Linked DNA regions of Mus musculus: regions 1 and 3 are each linked to region 2. A link is a contact called in public HiChIP or PLAC-seq data. All regions are on one chromosome and are shown on one strand. The core of a region is the stretch at or near the end of the contact, and the rest is flanking DNA. Distances in the headings are between cores, read along the strand shown.

The links. HiChIP or PLAC-seq counts read pairs in DNA pulled down with a chosen protein or histone mark.
Region 1: an H3K4me3 HiChIP or PLAC-seq map of embryonic limb bud shows a contact between it and region 2, with 7 times the contacts expected there. The contact joins the enhancer-like site here to the promoter of Lhfp in region 2. A contact is called at or near these places in 8 of 39 promoter capture datasets (the C10 cell line, the HPC-7 cell line, HPC-7-derived erythroid cells and 5 more), 4 of 484 Hi-C or Micro-C datasets (cerebellar granule neurons, cerebellum and cortical neurons), 10 of 115 datasets of contacts at active chromatin or transcription factors (craniofacial prominence, embryonic basal ganglia, embryonic forebrain and 6 more) and 3 of 9 other capture datasets (adipose tissue, embryonic stem cells and liver).
Region 3: a contact with region 2 is called in an H3K4me3 HiChIP or PLAC-seq map of embryonic limb bud, with 5 times the contacts expected there. The contact joins the enhancer-like site here to the promoter of Lhfp in region 2. A contact is called at or near these places in 8 of 39 promoter capture datasets (the C10 cell line, cranial neural crest, embryonic stem cells and 5 more), 2 of 15 datasets of contacts at CTCF or cohesin (large pre-B cells and pro-B cells), 22 of 484 Hi-C or Micro-C datasets (LSK cells, the STO cell line, cerebellar granule neurons and 13 more), 14 of 115 datasets of contacts at active chromatin or transcription factors (T-cell acute lymphoblastic leukemia, craniofacial prominence, embryonic fibroblasts and 10 more) and 2 of 9 other capture datasets (adipose tissue and liver).

What each region holds. Positions count from the first base shown.
Region 1 is chr3:53,414,277-53,418,197 of GRCm38.p6, forward strand. It overlaps the pseudogene Gm43471. Among named protein-coding and RNA genes, the nearest start is that of Gm40048, 20 kb to the left of the region's middle. Within about 2 kb of position 1,820, at least 23 of the 459 cell types and tissues checked have an H3K27ac peak or open chromatin away from gene starts, as enhancers often do. A contact at or near this core is called in cerebellar granule neurons, cerebellum, cortical neurons and 1 more, where this site is marked.
Region 2 is chr3:53,039,600-53,043,398 of GRCm38.p6, forward strand. Lhfp (lipoma HMGIC fusion partner) reads left to right here and starts at 1,948. Exons shown (of 4, transcript NM_175386.3): 1 at 1,948-2,175; 2 at 3,520-3,799. The coding sequence starts at 3,708.
Region 3 is chr3:53,341,233-53,345,244 of GRCm38.p6, forward strand. No RefSeq gene overlaps it. Among named protein-coding and RNA genes, the nearest start is that of Gm40048, 53 kb to the right of the region's middle. Within about 2 kb of position 2,604, at least 2 of the 459 cell types and tissues checked have an H3K27ac peak or open chromatin away from gene starts, as enhancers often do. A contact at or near this core is called in embryonic limb bud, where this site is marked.

The sequences.
Region 1 (3,921 bases), core at 570-3,069, 370 kb after region 2:
CCTCTCTAGAGAGAAACTGAAAGTGGAAGATATATATATGTGTGTGTGTTTGTGTGTGTGTGTGTCTGTGTGTGTGTCTGTGTGTGTGTGTCTGTCTGTGTGTGTGTATACATATACATATATATATATATGATTGCATTTTTCTAAATGGTTTTGGATTTTATTTTAGTTGCAACACGATCTTACATGTCTGCTCGCGATGCCACTGTGCAGCAGAAGATGGTCATTTCACCTCTACCTCCCGGGTGCTGAAGTTTTCTCCGTGGGCCACCTCCCCATATTTATGCCGTTCTGGGATTGAACCCATAGCTTAGAGCTTGCCTGATGAATGCTCTGCCAGCTGAGCTGCATGGCTTGTGCTACCTGAGGGTTCTTAAAGCTGTGACTCACTCTGTCATAGTATATGTGGAAACAGGGAGTGTGGCTTGGTGGGAGAACACATGTGCTTCGCACACCCTAGGTTCAATCCCCATCATTCCTCCCTCCAGATTTAATTACACATGATAAAGTAAATGAAGAACTTTACATTTTTCTGTGAGTTGATAAAGAGGGGGGAATGTTACCTTATTAGCAGCCAATTAGGAGGAAGTAATTAAAAGTGTGACATAACAATATTGTGTTCTCAATCTATAGACAGGGCAGGTTCTGCTTGGGAGCGAATAGACTTTCCAGTGGTGGGATTCTTCAGTTCCCTTGCAGGTTCCTGATTTCGTTTGTCACAGACTGATCTTGGCCCAGTTACTGGCATGTGCTGAATACTTCAAATGCACAATCAACACAAAACAATAACTTGTAGAGAAATATTATGTATGTTTTCAGAGAGGTTCCCAATATAGACATTAGTAGCTGATTCTGATGAGATCCATGAGCCAATCCACCTTTGAGCATCATTTACCTAAGTATCTCTCAAAGATCCTACATTGAATCCCTTGACATGAAGGTTAGGAATTCATCACTGGGGTTGGGGTGGCTCAGTCCAGTATAGATCGGAGGATATATATATTCATGAATACTATGTCAATGCATTTATGCACCTCCTTTGGATTTAAAAGATCACTATAGGCATGCCACTGATATAAAATAACTGTAACACGCATTTCCTAAAGACTGAATTGGTCGGCTGTATGTATTGCAGATGTGCCTTTTGGTCAAGAGGTTTGAGTGGACTCACTGCACACAGCACAGGAGTCTATTTAGCACTAACTTTACAAAGTGACAGTGCCTGTTTACACCCAAACAGCACTGTGCAAGCTCTAGTTGGATATTAATCTTCAAAGTCAAAGTCCTATGGCTTCCTTCAGCCAGAAGAAAATGCCTAGATTCCCAACTTGCTTAATGTATTTTTCGTTTTTAAATTTTTCATGGGTGAAAGGACTGTCATCATTAGAGACAGTACTGTTCAAGGCATGTGTTTAAGGTTTGTTAAATCACTAGTAAACTACAGCCTCTTGTCTCGCAGCTTTAAGATGGCTTTCACAAAATCCAACCCAGACCTTCTGTCTGTGCAGCTTTCTCTACCCTCCCAGCGAGCAGGGCTACCATGCATTTAGACATTCACTTTCCCCAGCTCAGGCCCCCATGTGTATTTGGCCAAAAGTGTGCCTTATCTCTTCCAAGTCAGTATTGGTTTGCATGCAGGAATTGCATGTAATGAAATTGCCAGTCCCACCTTTTGCAATGAATTTATTCTTTTATTTTTACAACCACCTTGTGTCTGGATTGCTTTGCTTTAGAGAACAAATGACTAAGGACTTGACTTCATAAACCCTAAGCTTGTTACTCCTCTAACTCGCCCTGGGGAGCGGGCTAATGGAAGGAATGTGTAAGGGAAGCAGAGTGACAAGCAATCTTTATTGTTCAGTGGAATGCAGTGCAATATGCTCTTGGGAGGCTCTTGGGATTTGAATATCAGAAGGACTGCTGGCAGCTTGGGTTTGCTTATGCAGCCCTGTTTAGGAATGCTCATATGGCATGCGATTGTCCTGTGCCTACAACTGACAGTGCCATCTGTTCCTTGCTTACTGAGCAGTGAGATTTAGTCTGTCATCTCCAAATGACCACAAATGCACTTTAGCTCTCGCGGGCACACACACACACACAACCCTTACCCCAACCTAAACAGAAGGCACTTGCTTGGCTTTCCACCTCAAGCTTTAGTCTCAGCAGGAAGCTCAGATGAGTCAAGCATCAACTTGAGTCAGGTGGAGGCCCTCCTGCCTGGTAGAGAACTGTGAGGTCCATGAGACTCGGAAATCAAAACTCATCACATTCGGAGACAGGCAGCATAGAAGATGCATTACGATGACAGATAGCAAAAGTCAAAAAGGAAAGTAATCTCTCTGGGAGGAAAGGATCTGGAAGGCTGTCAATAGATAAGTCAGACTCAGGCAATGTAACCAGCAGTAGATGGGTGACAGACCAACTTCATGTAGACAAAAATTATTGGGCTGGAGAAGTGGCTCAGCGGGTAAGAGCACTGACTGCTCTTCTGAAGGTCCTGAGTTCAAATTCCAGCAACCACACGGTGGCTCACAACCACCTGTAATGAGATCTGATGCCCTCTTCCGGTGTGTCTGAAGACAGCTACAGTGTACTTATATATAACAATAAATAAATCTTTAAAACAAAAACAAGAAAACAAAAAAGAAAGTTATTTATGTTTATGTGTATAGGTACCTTAACTCAAGGTATTTATGCATACCATATCTGTGCAGTACCCACAGAGGCTGGAAGAGGGCATATGATGCCCTGGGACTGGCATTAGGTATAACTGTGGACCACCAAGTGGGTCTGGGAACTGTGTCTGTATCCTCTGCAAGAGCAGCCACTGCTCTTAACAGCTGAGCTGTCTCTCCAGCCTTTAGAATCAGATTCTAAGGAATAACAAGCACTGGCGTGTAAACTGTGGCTGTGTAACTGTCACTTGAAAACAGTTATTTCTTTTATAAGCTTCATCTCCCTCATCTTCAGCGGAGCTCAGAGACCCACAGACACAGCTGTGCCGACATCAGAAATGGAGACATTGAACAGTGACTAATGAGCCATGAGTGTAGACAACATATGCCCGGAAGTTTCTGTTATTGCTTTATATATAATATATAAAAGGATCATTGAACAATTGACTAAAGACAGGATAAAAGAATTTAATTTTTATTCCTGTCTTTTCACAGAAAAAAAAAGTTCCCAAATCATGGAAGGCCCCTTAGATGTGGGGGTGTTAGTGTGTGTAAGGAAGGTGGAAACCAAGGCCATTTCAACAAGATATTTGTATAGTTCATCTAAAGAAAAAAATAATAAAGACCTCCAATTACACAACAGAAAGTGCTGGATAAAACACAGCAAACATTCTGTCACACGTGCTAACTGAGCTTGTAAAACAGTGCAAAGCAATTCCTATGGGGCTAAAATGAAGTGGAAAACCTTTGAGGTAAGCTTGTAAAAACAGAGCCTACATTTGGAGGAAGCAGGAAGATCTGGGTTAATTTAAATAATCTAAAGACTTGTATTATATAGCCAGAGGAGAGAAGACCTTGGGTACCCCGGCACAGCAGGACATTTCGATGGGAGCAGAGTCCTGTAAATATACAGTACTTACGAAGGAAACACGAGGCACATGGAACGCAGCATCCTGGCTGGCTTCATCTTAGCCAACAGAGCGTGACTAACATAGGGACAGAGGCAGCTCTCTGCATGCAGTTTCAAGCCTGGCACCAAACAACCACACACCTAAAACACGGGAAGAACACAAACTTCCTACACTGAGCACTTGCATATGTCTTTTTCTTGTCACACATCTCTCAATAGTACAGATGACAACTGTCATAAAAGTGTGTGCGTGAGAGAGAGAGAGAGAGAGAGACTTGAAGAGTGTGAAGGGATGTTTGCAGATCAACTTCTGCCACTGACATTTTATGTAAGTAA
Region 2 (3,799 bases), core at 698-3,197:
TGACTTCTTCATTTCTTCCTTTTTCATATTAGCCAAACCTCTCCGGTAATGTTTACATTACTTAATAGAATGCAAATAATGAGATTTCTTTTTTTTAGAAGTCTGTGTTTTAATCATATGCTTACAGGTTAATCAGCTGTTTCTCTGTGAAATGATAACTGCCTTCGTGGCTTTTCTCTCCCTTTTTTTGAGAATTAGATGAAGTCATCTATTCATACACCCAGTGTACTGACACGCAGTAATGAAAGAATTTGCAACGGACGCCTCCTTGGCAATCCATGTCACTTTCTCAAGCTCCTCTAAGCTTGAGAAAGTGTCCTAGACTGGATACCCGGTGGGTAGTGTGTGAGTGAGTGTTTGTGTGTGGGTGAGTCTGGCTGCCACTGTATAATTTTGTCTAGGCTGGTATCTGCTACCTCCACATTACATAGATATGAGATATGTGATAGCCAGGCGGTGGTATTTAGCTACAAGTCAGACCTGTTATTATATGGCCACCATGCTCAATAACTGGTGATTTGCACAAGCAGAGTTAAAAAACGTACGTTAACAAAGGAAAACTTCAAATCCAGATCTCTAAACCTGAGGTTCATGGGTGAGCTAAAAACCATGTGACATTTTGAAACATGACTTCCCAGCCTTGGCCCTACTCACACTTCAAGCTAGATGATTCTGGGTGTGCCCTGTGTAGTTACAGAGCAGACTCCTGGCTTTATGGACTGGCTGCCAGTAGGGCCTTCCCAGTCTATGGGTCATGCTTACCCCAAATATCTCCAGACTCTGCCAAATGTCTCCCAGGAACTATTCTTTCCTCTTCTCAAGACTATTGTGATAAACTTAATGTGTATTACATCGCTTTCCTGGGAGGCTCATTACCTGTATCCTATTCCTACAAAGGAAAGGCTTGGAATCAATCACTTAAAACCTTTCAAACAATCCTGAAACAACCTGTCTCCAGCTGATGCCGCCCAATTCAATGGTGCACTCGAAATTTTATTATGAAATATATTCCTACCCAGTTATTACTTCCAGCTGCTTTGAAAAAGGCACATCACAAAAACTGCATCTAGGCAAGTATGTACTTCAAAAGTTGCTGGTCCCAGATGGCAGCTTCCTAAAATAACTGTCCTCTGTGGAGACTCCAGAGGTCAGTCAGTCACCCACAGAATACGGCTCTGGCTTCCGAAGGGTTAAAAAGGCTGATGGCAAGTCAGAACTGGGCAGGGCCTGAGAAGAAATCAAAAGGAGCAGATTTCAGAAAGGAAATTCAAAGGTTGTGTAGATAGATGTTAAAGCTGATCATGGGTTGGGGAGTGGAGTGGGTAAGAGGCAGGGAAGGGGACGGGAGGAGAAAGGAGGGTAGCAGAAAGAGGAGAGAGGGTGAGAGGGGAGGTAAGGGAGTGGGGGGAAACCCAGGAAAGAGGAAGAGGAAAAAGAGGAAGAGAAATGTCTTGAAAGAAGTTCCCAAAGGTTTGCAGCTGTTGGGAGAGGCTGGCAGGGGAGTAGCCTGCCTTCTTTCTTTCTGGCTTTGCCCCCACGGAATCCAGCAGCCTCGCATGGCGTGCCCAGCCTTCTCTTTCCTATGTCCACACCCGTCATGCTCTCTGCCCTCCAAAGTGACCACTTCTCAAGAGCCCCTTAAAGCTCATAGACATCGCTCTCCCCATCTCTGAGGCTACTTCCCATCCTGGTCCTCATAAAGGCCGCGCGAACACTGCAGCCCCAGACCCCAGGGTTTGACCCAGAAAAGCAAACAGGGGTCGGGTGTGGCCTCGGCGCCCCCGGGGAGCTGCGGGGAAGGCGAGCAACTTTCTCCCTGGATTCTCAGTCTGTCTGCCGCCCCCACTCTCGCGCGTCCAGGACTGCGCGGCGGGGCCGAGGGGAGGGGACAGCGGCAAAGGGAGGGCGGGGAAGAGGCGGCGCGTGCCTCGCCTGCCAAAGCTGGAGCCGGCATCCACCGTGTTCCCGGGCCGCACGGCCGCAGCCGGCGGGCTCTCCGGGTGGGTCCCCCTGACCCTCCACCCCAGCTCTCCAGACTCGCCTCGATCTCCGTCGGGATAGTGGCAAAGGCAAGAAAGACAGTCTTCTTTGGTGCCGCGCTGTCCCCGCCAGGGAAAGACAGCAAGTTGTGCTGCGCCCGGGACTCGCGAGGGACCGCGGCCGCCGCCCGACCGGGTAAGTAGCGCGCCCCGGGGCCCCGTGCCCGGGTCCCTCCTGTCTTTCCGAGTGGCATAGTTCAGCTGAGGTCCTGTCGGCCTCCGGGGGGTGCTGCCTTCCTTTCCATCCTTATCCGTCCCTTTCTCAGAGCCGGCTGCAAGAACTTCCCCGTGCCGCTTTGCATCCAGAGATCATTGTGTGTGTTCCTGTGTGCTCCAGGGTGCGGTGCGTGCGTCTAGCAGTTTTGGGGGAGGATGGTGGGTTTAAGTTCATCTGGACTAGGGTAACTCACTCCAGCTGAGAAAGAGGTCCCTTTCTTCCCACTCCCCACCTTTAATGGTAACCCCCAGACCAACTCAACTTCAGCCTCTGCTCACAGCTGACACGATTTTAAAAACCGTAGCCAGAGGGAGCTCCCCTTTGGGTAGAATCCAGAACAGAGGGCGAGCAAAGTGTAGGAGACTGGAGTTTGGAAGCAGTTTGCAGATGGAACCCGACGGGGTGGGGGTGTTCTTCTGTGTTCTTTGTGGAGAGTGTAGCCAGGTGTGCAAGCCAGCCCACCTCATCGAACCCTTTTGAATAGCTGACTTGACATTAGGTATTGGAAAAGAGTGAGTGCTTGGTCTGAAATGGCCAGCAGGTGAAAGCACTGAAGCCAAGGAGTCAAAATAGGAGGCGTGAACACATTTGCCCCGGAAAATTAAGACAGAAGGCGTTTTTAGTGTTATCGAGTACTGGGGGTGTGTAACTATATATCACCCGATATATACACCCGAGTGGTGAATACTGTTAGTTAAATTTACAGTAACTGGGGGTGTGTAACTATATATCCAATGTATACACCTGAGTGGTGAATACTGTTAGTTAAATTTACAGTACTTCTGTAATTGTATGAAGTTCCCACTATCATGTTGCTTGGTTGGCACACTCATCAAGTGATGCCGAGGAGTGGCTAGAAACTAAGTGTGAACTTGCAAGCCAAATAAACAAACTACTGTATGGTCCATTTTATTTTAATATCCGGAATTATGTCTCCTGCTAGTAAAAAATGCTACATTGCTTTTAATGTGAGTATGTGAAATGAATTCACTGGCTTGGCAAATAGAAGCCATTCGTTTCTTTAAGTAAATAGCTGTCAGAGTTAATTTGGGAGCATTTTTACAGGAGATAAAGACGTGGAAAAGCTTTGAGCTAGTTTGGCAAAACTTGTATAGAGATGCGTATGGAGAGAATTAGTTCTTCCCACTTTTGAAGCGTTGAAGGAAGTTTGAAGTTTCCTAAATGAAAACCGTGGAGCTTCTTGAGACGTGTAAATATGCTAGACATACTTAGCTTTCCTTGTTTCCTATTCCATTTTACCAGGGGCCACCAGCCATCTTCACTCCAAAGTATGAGAAGCTGATCGCGGTAATACTGAAACTCTGTTACGGCAAGTAGCTACATACGCCTTGAAGAGCGGTGGACTACCTGGGAGTTTCTTGTGACTACACGCCTTCCTTCACACCTTTAGTGCAATCACAGCGGACCCTCATTGCACTGCCTGTTGGAAGATGGCGTCCAGCCTGACTTGTACTGGGGTGATCTGGGCTTTGCTTTCCTTCCTTTCCGCTGCCACCTCCTGTGTGGGGTTCTTCATGCCATA
Region 3 (4,012 bases), core at 1,354-3,853, 300 kb after region 2:
AGTATTGATGGATACTTCCAGTTTGCAGAGTAACCCCGAGAAAGACAAAAGAAAGAAAGAAAGAAAAAACAGTTTTGTTTGAAAAGATGTCTTTTCCGTGTGATTCTTTTTGACTGATTGATGGGTATGAGGATGCTGAGAAGAATGGAGAAGGCGGTGAGAGGGGATGAATAATAACGGATGCGCTGCTAGAACCGGGCTTGCGTCAGGTGTGGAATGCAGACAGCCTGTGATTAAAGCGCAGCAGTGCAAAGACATCATCCTGTCTTGTTCCGGGGAACAGATCCCATCCCTCACTATCAGGATGATTAATGGTTGCTGTGGACTCTTGACTCCGCACATTAAAGAGTTAAAACAGAGCTTTAGGAGCACTAATCAGGCCCAAATGCTCGGCCCACCACTGTGTTCTCAATAGAGATACAGCTCTGGGCAGCAATAGGAGCTCTTAGCAGACTGTTCCAGGAGACAGAATTGGGCTGTCTCAGCGCCGCTGCAAGGGGCAGGTAACAGGACTGCGCTTTGTGCCACTTTTTAAAACGAGGTAAGAAATAGATGAATGCATCATTAACAGTGGTACACCCAAGCCACGAACATAGGAGCCCATTAGCCAAGGCGCAGATGAGCCATGCAAGCTGCTTAGACCTTCAGTCCTCAGTCATCACTACACACAGCGGTTACGGAGAATGGAGGATGGAACCCGGCGGACTCATTTCTTTGATGGGCTTGTTGGTTCCTCCTTCACTAGCTGGCCTCTCTGCCTTAGTTTTCTTCTATTGCGCAATGTTAGCATCTGCAGAAATCTACTTTTGGAAGCTGAAGCTCTGGGATGCTTTCTGAAGGTGCCCTGCTAATTGGTAGCAAGAACAAACACTAGCAGCCCCTTCCACTGCACCAAACTGATTTTCACCTGCGTTTAGCATCTTTCCTGGTCTGTATCTGTTGCACCAGGAGCTAGCAGATCCTAGCCCACACTGACAGCTATCGGTAGGGGACTGAGAACCGGTCCAAAATAATAGCAAGCCCAGAAGAGACTTAAAGAAATGGACAGGTAGCTGGACGTGGTGGCGCACGCCTTTAATCCCAGCACTTGGGAGTTAGACGCAGGCGGATTTCTGAGTTCGAGGCCAGCCTGGTCTACAAAGTGAGTTCCAGGACAGCCAGGGCTATACAGAGAAACCCTGTCTTGAAAAAGCCCCCCCCCCAAAAAAAAAGCAAACAAAACCCCAAAAACAAACAACAACAACAGAAATGGACAGATAAGGTCCTAGGACTCCAAGCAGTGAATCCTCTGTATTTGGTCCACAAGGAAGGGAAGTATACAGAGTCAGCTGACTCAGTCTCTCAGGGAAGGCTACCATGCACCCATCAGGTTACGTGAACATGGTGGTGTTTCCTGGTGGGGTTTCTTGCTTCCGCTTCTTCGGCTTGCCGGCACTGATCCTACCCTTCCAGAGAGCTGTTTGTTTCCTGTAGAAAGTTGGGTTCACTGAGGAGGGTGTATTCACAATGATAGCATCCTGCATTCATCACAGAGTCCATAGCACCAAATGCCAGGTTCTGAATTGCTTCAGTTTGCTGGCAGATCTCTGAATTTGCTCATTAAAAAAAAAAAAAAAAAATCACATAACACATTACTTATGAGACTGGCTTCTGTCTTTGGTCCTGTCCACCACTTTCTAGGATTGTAGCGATCATCTGGTATTTGAAATTATTTTATTTGTCAATTCTGTTTGTTTTTCCTTTAGCCATCCACCACATGAAGCTCACAAACTTAATTCTGACACCTTGGACTGTGCCAGGAAACTTGGTAAGGTTGAGTGGGTGTAGAGAGACCCCTGTACCCAGGCACCCTTCTGAGGACAGTAGGTATCTCCCTGCTCCCTAAGAAGATTCCTGGCCCAGAACATGTGACCCACAAAGGGACATGACCAATGGTCACACAGCACAGAACAGAGTTCTCCATGCTAATAAGGTACCTAGAGGCCCTGAGGGTTTAGCCAATAAGCTTCCCTTCCAGGACATTCCTTCTTGCAAAAGGTATTTAATCTCTGGTCCACCCTAAGGAGGTGGTATGCACCCATTTTCTATGATGAACAATCAATGAACAGTTTGTCACCAAAGACTCTTTCATCAAGAACAACTGAAGGGATCATGGAGAAAGCTTTCATCTACAGAGCTTAAGTCTCCTGCAGAAGGCCCCTCTGTTCTCCCAGACAATCACCACTAAGATCAATCACTGATGAGCTAAGCAGGAGTTCCTCCATCCCCCAGGTCCCAGGCTTTCGTTGTCCTCAGCCTGCAGGCCCCTCTGTTCTGACTCCTCCGAAATTTCCAGCAGCGTATGGGTGTCCAAGAGTTTGGGAAGCCCCGAATCCTAGGCTTCTCCTCGAAGGACTGTGGGCTCCCTCCATACTGACTCTATGCAGTTTCCAGCCGTGACTAGATGCCCAGGAGTGAGGTGACCCCAGCTTTCAGCTTCAGCCTATGTCGCCTATGTCACTTGAGCTGAGGCCTCCAGCAAGCCATGGCTGCATTCTCCCACCATCTAAGCAGTGCATTGGTGCTTCCCACAAGCCCAGCACCGGATGACTGCATAAGGTAAATGTAGTCTAGGGTCTCGAGTTTCCCCTGCCCGAGCAGCATTCCCACACTGCAACAGCAAGGCAGAAAGCAGGACTGCACCTGGCACTGATTGCCAGTTAATTCATGAGGATTTATGAAGTGAAAGAAAAAGAAAGAGCTATCACACTTCAGATCCCAGGCCTGTAGTCTCTATACCTACACATGCTTAATTAGGAGACGCTCATTTGGGAGAGATGGGGATCAGCTGTTTTGCCAGGAAGTGTTCATGAACCCCAAAAGACCACCAAGGAGATGATTCTGATGCAATTGCACTAGGGTCTCTTTATTTAAGCTCAAACTTGGTCCACACAACCATCTCTAACTCATTGGAATGGGAGGGTGCAGCCTCGAACCTAGTTTCAGGTAAGCATTTATAGAGGCAAGAAGGGGGTGTCTAGCCTGATACACATTCGATTGGTGGTTGTTAGGAAGTGAAGTGTCAGGGGCAGGCTTGTATCTTTGGGGTGCAGATTTGTTGGGGAATAACCTGGAAACTGGTGTTATATATAGGTCTTATTGGGTAGTAGCCTGGATACTGGTACTGGGTGCCAGTTTGTTAGTTAACTCGAGTTTAATCTTAGGTCAGGTTCTCTAAGCTGGAGTCTGAACCTAACAGATTTGGTCCCTCAGAACCTCTGTGGTTCTCTTTCAGAGGTGTCACTGGCAGTCTCAGGAAAACCATAAGCACTCACCCGGTTTCTTCCTGATCTACTCAGCTAGCTGGATGACTGCGGTTCTGAATCCTATCCTATGTGTCTACTTGGGTTCCTGAATTCTTGTGGTGATGCTAAACTGTTTCTGTGTCCTTCCATCCCAGATGCTCTGCTGCTCCAAATGGAATTGAGTGAAGCTCTGTCATCCTTATCAGTTGGTATCTATACTGATGCCCACCGGATTCACCTTCATCTTGTAGCTTCTTCTACTCCAACAGCTTCAGGCCCAATGTTGAGGTAGAGTAATACTACAGACAAACGCTGTGTTCCTACAGCCTCTGCACTCAGTTCTCAAGAGCACTGGGCAAGGCAATAAAGCTTTTACACAGCTACTTTCTACTATGCTCTTCGGCTCTGAAACTTCACTTTCCCTACTGAGTCAGCCTGTCCTCTCTCTACATCCAGTGTCAAACGTGTGTTATGTGACTTCTGAGGATGCACAAATAAATGTCTATTTACCCCAAAAGAAGCCCAGTGACAGATGGCAGAAATAGTCACATCCAACTTCAGCTTGGTGTATCAATGACCTCAGCAGGATTATTGCAAGAGCATGTGTCACTCAAGGGCACCACTCAAAGCTTACGCAGCTGGGATGACCACGCACTGCACCTCTGGAGATCCTTGTAGAACTTTCAGTCATCTCCACAAAGGTGCATTTGCAGCAGATTCTCCACTGA